2 separate regions of the Mus musculus genome follow, and region 1 is linked to region 2. The links are chromatin contacts, called in public Micro-C maps. All regions are on one chromosome and are shown on one strand. The core of a region is the stretch at or near the end of the contact, and the rest is flanking DNA. Distances in the headings are between cores, read along the strand shown. Region 1 holds the start of Gabbr2 (gamma-aminobutyric acid (GABA) B receptor, 2). Region 2 holds the start of Anp32b (acidic (leucine-rich) nuclear phosphoprotein 32 family, member B).

Region 1 (2,952 bases), core at 101-2,600, 540 kb before region 2:
GGCCTCAGGGTCTCTGGAGCTGTCCAAGGTACTGCCGTCCTCAATTCAGCCTGGGCTCTATCTTCCAGGTTTCCTCCGGGTTTCCTGCCCAGCTCCAAATATGCAGACTCCATTTAGATGACCCATTACAAACTGTGTGGAGGAACGGGATCTAGAGCTACTGAGAGCACCGTGGCCTCCATGTCCTCCTTTTGGAAGGGCTTTCCAATATCAGGGGTGCATAAGAGTCCTTTGTGGCTGTGCATTCTGCTTCCCCTGTATTAGCTGTATATTATCGATCAGTGTATTCTTCTGTAAAACGGGAATGATAGACCCACTGTACTAAGCGTATACGGCTGTTTTGAGGATACATCAGATATGTCAGGTAGCAAGCAGTTAGTGAAGGTTAAATTCCCACCCTTGTTACAAGGTCGTGCTTTTGGTCCACAATGCTTGGATGGGCTGTTTTATAATGTAATGTAATGTATCCTTGTACTAGTCAGGCTTTGGGATGTTGTAGGTTAGTGCTCACAAGTGCCATGATTCACAGGGAGGCACAGAGGGGTTACTCAGGTTCATCTTGTCCAGGACTACTTTGCCTGGGGTTATCCAGTGTGTTTATACCACCTGGGAGACAGAATGAGCCAAGTCCAGGCTGTGCTTCTTGGGACTGAAGACAGGGTTCCCACCCAGGGGAGAATTTTAAGGCGGGGCCCTCTGGGACTGGGGACACCGGGAGGTCAAACGCCTGGAGGAGGCGGTAGTACTCATAGGTCTCCTATCCCAGCCCTGACCTGGGCTTGGCAAAGGACTCCAGACTGGATCAAGGGTCCCAGGTTCCCTGGTAGCTGGCACAGGAGAGCGCAGGCTGCTGGTGCCCCTAGGACACCTTTGTAGAACGTTCGTTTCCTCGACTCGCCCGCCCAGACCTGGGAGAAGCAGTACCCAACCACCTTGCAGGTGCTACAGGAAGCGCAAGGCGAGGCGCCCGCGTCCCCCGCGCATAGCAGCTTCGATTCCCCCGAACGTGGGGCTCTGGAGCTCAGTCCCCGGCGGCGGGGTCAGCCGGCCGCAGCAGCCGGCGCGGCGCAGCGCCCGGGGCGCGAGTGTGCGTGTGCCGGGAGCACGGCCCTCCCCGCGGCAGCCGCAGCGCCGGCGCCTCCCCCTCCCCCGGCGCGCACGGCCCGTCCCTGTCCCCGGAGGCGGCCCGAGCCGCCGCTCAGCAGCCTTGCCTTCGCCTCCCGAGCCTCCTGCCGCCCTCCCTCCCCTGGCCGGGCTCCAGGGTCCGACGTCCCGCGGCTCCGAGCAGGAAAGAGCTGCGATCGCGCACGGAGGCGGGAGGAGGCGGCCGGGTGCGGGGCGGCCGCGCTGGAGAGAGGCGCGCGGAGACTCGGCCCCCTCGGCGCTCGCTCGCTCGCTCGCTCGTTGGCTCCCCGCCTCCCGCACTCCGCTGGCTCCCACCCCTTCCCGGCGTGATTGATCCGTCACGGGCGCCGCCGCCGCCGCCGCGGCCGTTCTGAGCGAGCAGAAGCCGGAGCCGAGCCGGGGCCCGTGCCGGCGCCATTGCGCGGGAGCCGCGGGCAGAGCTCGGCGCCGGGCGGCGGGCCGGGCCAGGCCATGCGGGCCGAGTGAGCTGGCGCCCGCAGCCCGCGGCGCGGCATGGCTTCCCCGCCGAGCTCCGGGCAGCCCCGGCCGCCGCCGCCACCGCCGCCGCCCGCGCGCCTGCTGCTGCCCCTGCTGCTGTCGTTGCTGCTGTCGTTGGCTCCCGGGGCCTGGGGCTGGGCGCGGGGCGCCCCCCGGCCGCCGCCCAGCAGCCCGCCGCTCTCCATCATGGGCCTCATGCCGCTCACCAAGGAGGTGGCCAAGGGCAGCATCGGGCGCGGCGTGCTCCCCGCCGTGGAGCTAGCCATCGAGCAGATCCGCAACGAGTCACTCCTGCGCCCCTACTTCCTGGACCTGCGACTCTACGACACCGAGGTAAGTGTCCAGTGACCCATGCCGTCGAGGCTGGGGGCGTCGAGGAGGGACAGAGCCGTGATTGTCTCCTCCTCGCTGGCTGACCGCGTACTGGGTCCATCAGGGTCTCACTGGGCTTGGCTGGAGCAGGTGGGACCCTGATCTGTGAGCACCTTCCACCTCTGTGTGGGTGTGGAATGGGGGTCTCCTTTGACCAGAGGAGGAGTTAGAGATGTGAGAGGTTGGACTCCCAGAGGCCTGCGCCGGTTGCCCCTGTCCGGTGCTGCTCCTAGGGTTGTCAGGTGCCAAGTAAGAGGAACACGCACACTGATTACAAACTGGGCCAGCCACAGCTGGACAGGCTATGGGGCCTATTCCCAGACCCTAAAAATTCCAAGCCGCCCTTTTAGGGCTAGAGGGCTCCAGGACCCTCGGGGGCCAAGCTTCGGGCAGGACCGATCCTGTGGTGCACTTCTGCAGCTCAGGGCTCGCGCGCGCCACGGTCAGCCTCGGAGCCCGGAGGGTTCTGCAGCGCTGCTGCCTGGATCTGTCCAGCGCTGGCAGTAGCTGGAGCAGTTTTGGGAGACTCCCCTTCCCCCTCTCCCCGCCTTGGGTTAGTTGCTCATAGAGTGGCTTGACAGGTCTAGCCCGGGACGTGTGGTGGTGTCCGATCGCGCTTCCACTTTTGTTCAGCAGCTGCTAACACCGCTGAGCAGGTGCACACTTGAGGCGTTCGTGTCGTGGGAGCCTAGACTTGGAGTGTGGCAGAGGGTTCCCCTCTGGCCTTCTTTTCTGAGCAGAGCTGGAGAACCAAGACCTTTCCATCCCAAACCCCGATCTCACGCCCTCATGTCTAGGTTTCCAAGGAGCCTCAGCTCAGACCCTGACTGCCCACTCTGAGGCTAGGACGAAGAGAGGGCCTGGAAGAGCGATCAGGAATAAGGACGGGTTTGCGAGTTTTTCCGGACCCAGGGAGCCCCTACTCTCCGGTCCGCAGCCTCGAGAGATAAGATTCGG
Region 2 (2,912 bases), core at 340-2,839:
CGCTCGACCTCGTGGGCCCAGGGTCGAGCCCACGCGCGCCGCAGCGCACGAGAGCGGCGTCGGGCCCGCGGCCTGCGCACAGCCGGCCGCAGAGGCCGCCGCGTGGAGCACGTGCGGGGCCCAGGCCGCCCCAGCCCCGCGTCGGCCACCGTTGCCCTTTTAAGAAGGGGGAGGGCGCCCGCGAGGGGACGAGGCGGCGGTGGCCGAGCGCCGCGCTTCCAGTGCGCGCGGAGACGAGCCCCGCGGGGCGGGGGCAGCCCGGGGACCGACAGGCAGCGCGAGGGCGGCCGGCTCACCCGGCGGAGGAAGACGGCGCCCGCCAACATGGCGCTGTGGCGCGCCCCGGCTGGCGCGCGGAGCCGCCGGCCGCCCACACCGAGGGGCCGGCCTCCCTCTCGGGCAAGGCCCCGGGCGGCGGCGCGGGGGAGGGCGAAGCCACCGCGGCGGTGACGGTGCCGGGCCGGCTGGCCCGGGGAGCCCGCGTGGGCAAGGCCGAGGGCGAAGGCGAGCCGGGCAAAGGAGGGGCAAAGTTGGATTTTTTTAGGCTTGAAAAAATGGCGGGAAGCGCATCCTTTTTTCAAACTTGGCCTCGGGAGGGGCGGCGGTTGCGCCACCTCCGCCGCCAGGCCCGCCCCTCCCCCGTTCCGCGCCAGGCCGCGCCCGAGGGGGGCTCCGCGCCCCCCTCAGGGACCCGAACACCCTCCTCGGCGGCGAGGCCCTGTCGGCCGCGGGGCGCATGGAACCCGGCCCGGCCCCGCGGCGGGCCTGGCGGCGGCGCGGCGCCTCGGCAGGCCCGGCCTCCGCCCGGCCGCGCATCCCGGGAGGCTGCAAACATGGCTCCCAGCGTTACACAACCCCCGCGCCCGCCCTCGCCGCCGGCCACACGCGCGAGCGCTCCCTCCGGGAGAGGACCGGGCGGGCGAGCGGCTCAAAGTTTGCTTCTCCACCCGCCGTCCTCCCCGTGGCCGCGGGGGCCCGCGGGCGCCAAAGAGTTAAAGCCCGCGCGCTCGCTCCCCCCTCCGCGCCTTCCGCCCGCCTTCCCTGTCCCCGTCCGAGCTGCGAGCAGCGCCTTCCCCGCGCCGCGGCCGGAGCCCGGTGGCCCGCAGGTGGCCACCATTACTTGCAAGTCATCGGGGGGCGCGGGCGCCCGAGGGGTTCTGCTTACGGCTGCCGGGGTCCGGTTCCTCAGCTCCAGGTGGATCCTCCTCTTCATATCCATGTTCCCCTCGTCCCCCCTCTCCAAACTTAACTTTCCGCGGCGGGGGCGGAGGGGGGAGAGGCGACCCGGCCTGCGCGGCGAGGGCCGTCGGAGGGAGGCGGCTGGAGGAGGCGGCGGCGTGGTCCCCGGGCGGCGTGCGGGCGTGCGGGCGAGCGGAGCCCCCGGAGCCAAGTTACTCGCGGGAGCGGAGAGAAACCATGGAGGGAAAAGGGGGCTGGAGCGCGGCTCTGGCCTCACTACCGCCGCCCCCGGCCAAGGCCCCGCACTGCGCTTAAACCGGCGACGCGACGCGGCGGCTGCTCGGCTCCACTCGGCCCTGCGCGGCGCCGCTCGGCTCGGGAGCCCGGGCTGCAGCGCGGACTTGGGAGGCGCACGGAGGGCGGGGCGGGACCCGCCTTAAGCTCAGCCCGGACTGCGGCGCCGCCTCCCGGGTCGCGCGCGCCTCCTGGCCCTCGGGTCGCACGTGGGCTGGCTGATGTAAGACCTTCCGGTGCCGGGACCCCCGCCCCCACCCCCACCGGCACCCGCGCTCTCCTGGAGGTCGACGGGCAGGCTCAGCCTCGCGCCTTCTTCCGGGCTCTCCCGGACCCAATTTCGCCTGAGCCTTCGGGCGCCCTCAGAGGCTGTGGCTTTGGGGTTCACCCTGTTCCTCCCAGTTTTGAGGCCCATAGCCCGACCTCGCTGCCTTTAGGTCCAGTGATGTTAGAAGTGCCATCGAGGACCCTGGTGAGGCTGTGCTCGCTTCCCCGCCGTGTTGTACTAAAACATCAGCAGGGGCAGGCAGCTCCAGCCTCTTGCCCAAGCCACGCCGCATCTGAGCATCCCCAGTTCAGGAAACTTTCCCCTTGGCACGTGTTTGTTTTTAAAAATAAAAAATTTAATATACTTTAGAACTTTATCAGTACTTAAACTACAAACTAGCCAAGGAGACAGAAAACAACTATACATAAACACTGTTTTTAAACATGTGAGCCACTAGTGAAGGAAACCATTAGTAATTTTAATGACGCCTCAGTCCCCACCTTCTGACTTTTATCTCTTGGGGCACCCGTGGAAGATGTATACATTCTTGGTCACCATTAAGTTGAGTCCTGGGTTGGCAGCCTTTGTCAAAGTCTAATTTTAAGGGTCCCTGGATTTAAAGCACACGGCGTTGTGTTAAATGAGGAGCCTACCTCTGATATTAACCAGAGGCACTAAAGATTACTGTTTACTGGAGAAAAACATCATCTAGGTATTACCCTAAGATTTTAGTGCAAGAAGCCTCTTCCTATCATCCCATTTTGCCTTAGAGGCCCAAACTTTTAAATGATTATATATCAGATTCAGAAATAATAATTCAAGAGAAAAGAAGATGTGTAGGTTATGGGGGAAAGGTGAATAGTTATAGGTGTAGATTCACTCATAATTCCGTGGTAGTCTGGAAGGCTAAGACAGGAGAATGTGGGGAAAGGAAGGGAGTGCTGTGCTCCTTGTCACAAAAGATCTCCAACTATTACCTGATAGGCTTCACTGAGCTATGCAAAAAGCTTTTCAAAAAAAAAAAAAAAAAATCTACTGAAGCGCTTCCATAATCAATCACCGAGCATTGGCTTTTAAGAGCTTGCGCTGTTATGTCCCATTTAACTTTCAGGCAACCCCTATGAAGTTGGTGATATCTTAATTGAAAAAAAATGAGGAATTAAGGTTTAAT

The links. A called contact is a pair of places that touch in the nucleus more often than the background predicts.
Region 1: a Micro-C map of embryonic stem cells shows a contact between it and region 2, with 8 times the contacts expected there. The contact joins the promoter of Gabbr2 here to the promoter of Anp32b in region 2. A contact is called at or near these places in 1 of 39 promoter capture datasets (pre-B cells) and 1 of 484 Hi-C or Micro-C datasets (embryonic stem cells).

Annotation. Positions count from the first base shown.
Region 1 is chr4:46,990,112-46,993,063 of GRCm38.p6, reverse strand. Gabbr2 (gamma-aminobutyric acid (GABA) B receptor, 2) reads left to right here and starts at 1,350. Exons shown (of 19, transcript NM_001081141.2): 1 at 1,350-1,956. The coding sequence starts at 1,639.
Region 2 is chr4:46,449,603-46,452,514 of GRCm38.p6, reverse strand. It overlaps Anp32b (acidic (leucine-rich) nuclear phosphoprotein 32 family, member B), which reads right to left and starts at 1,589. Exons shown (of 7, transcript NM_130889.3): 1 at 1,166-1,589. The coding sequence starts at 1,219.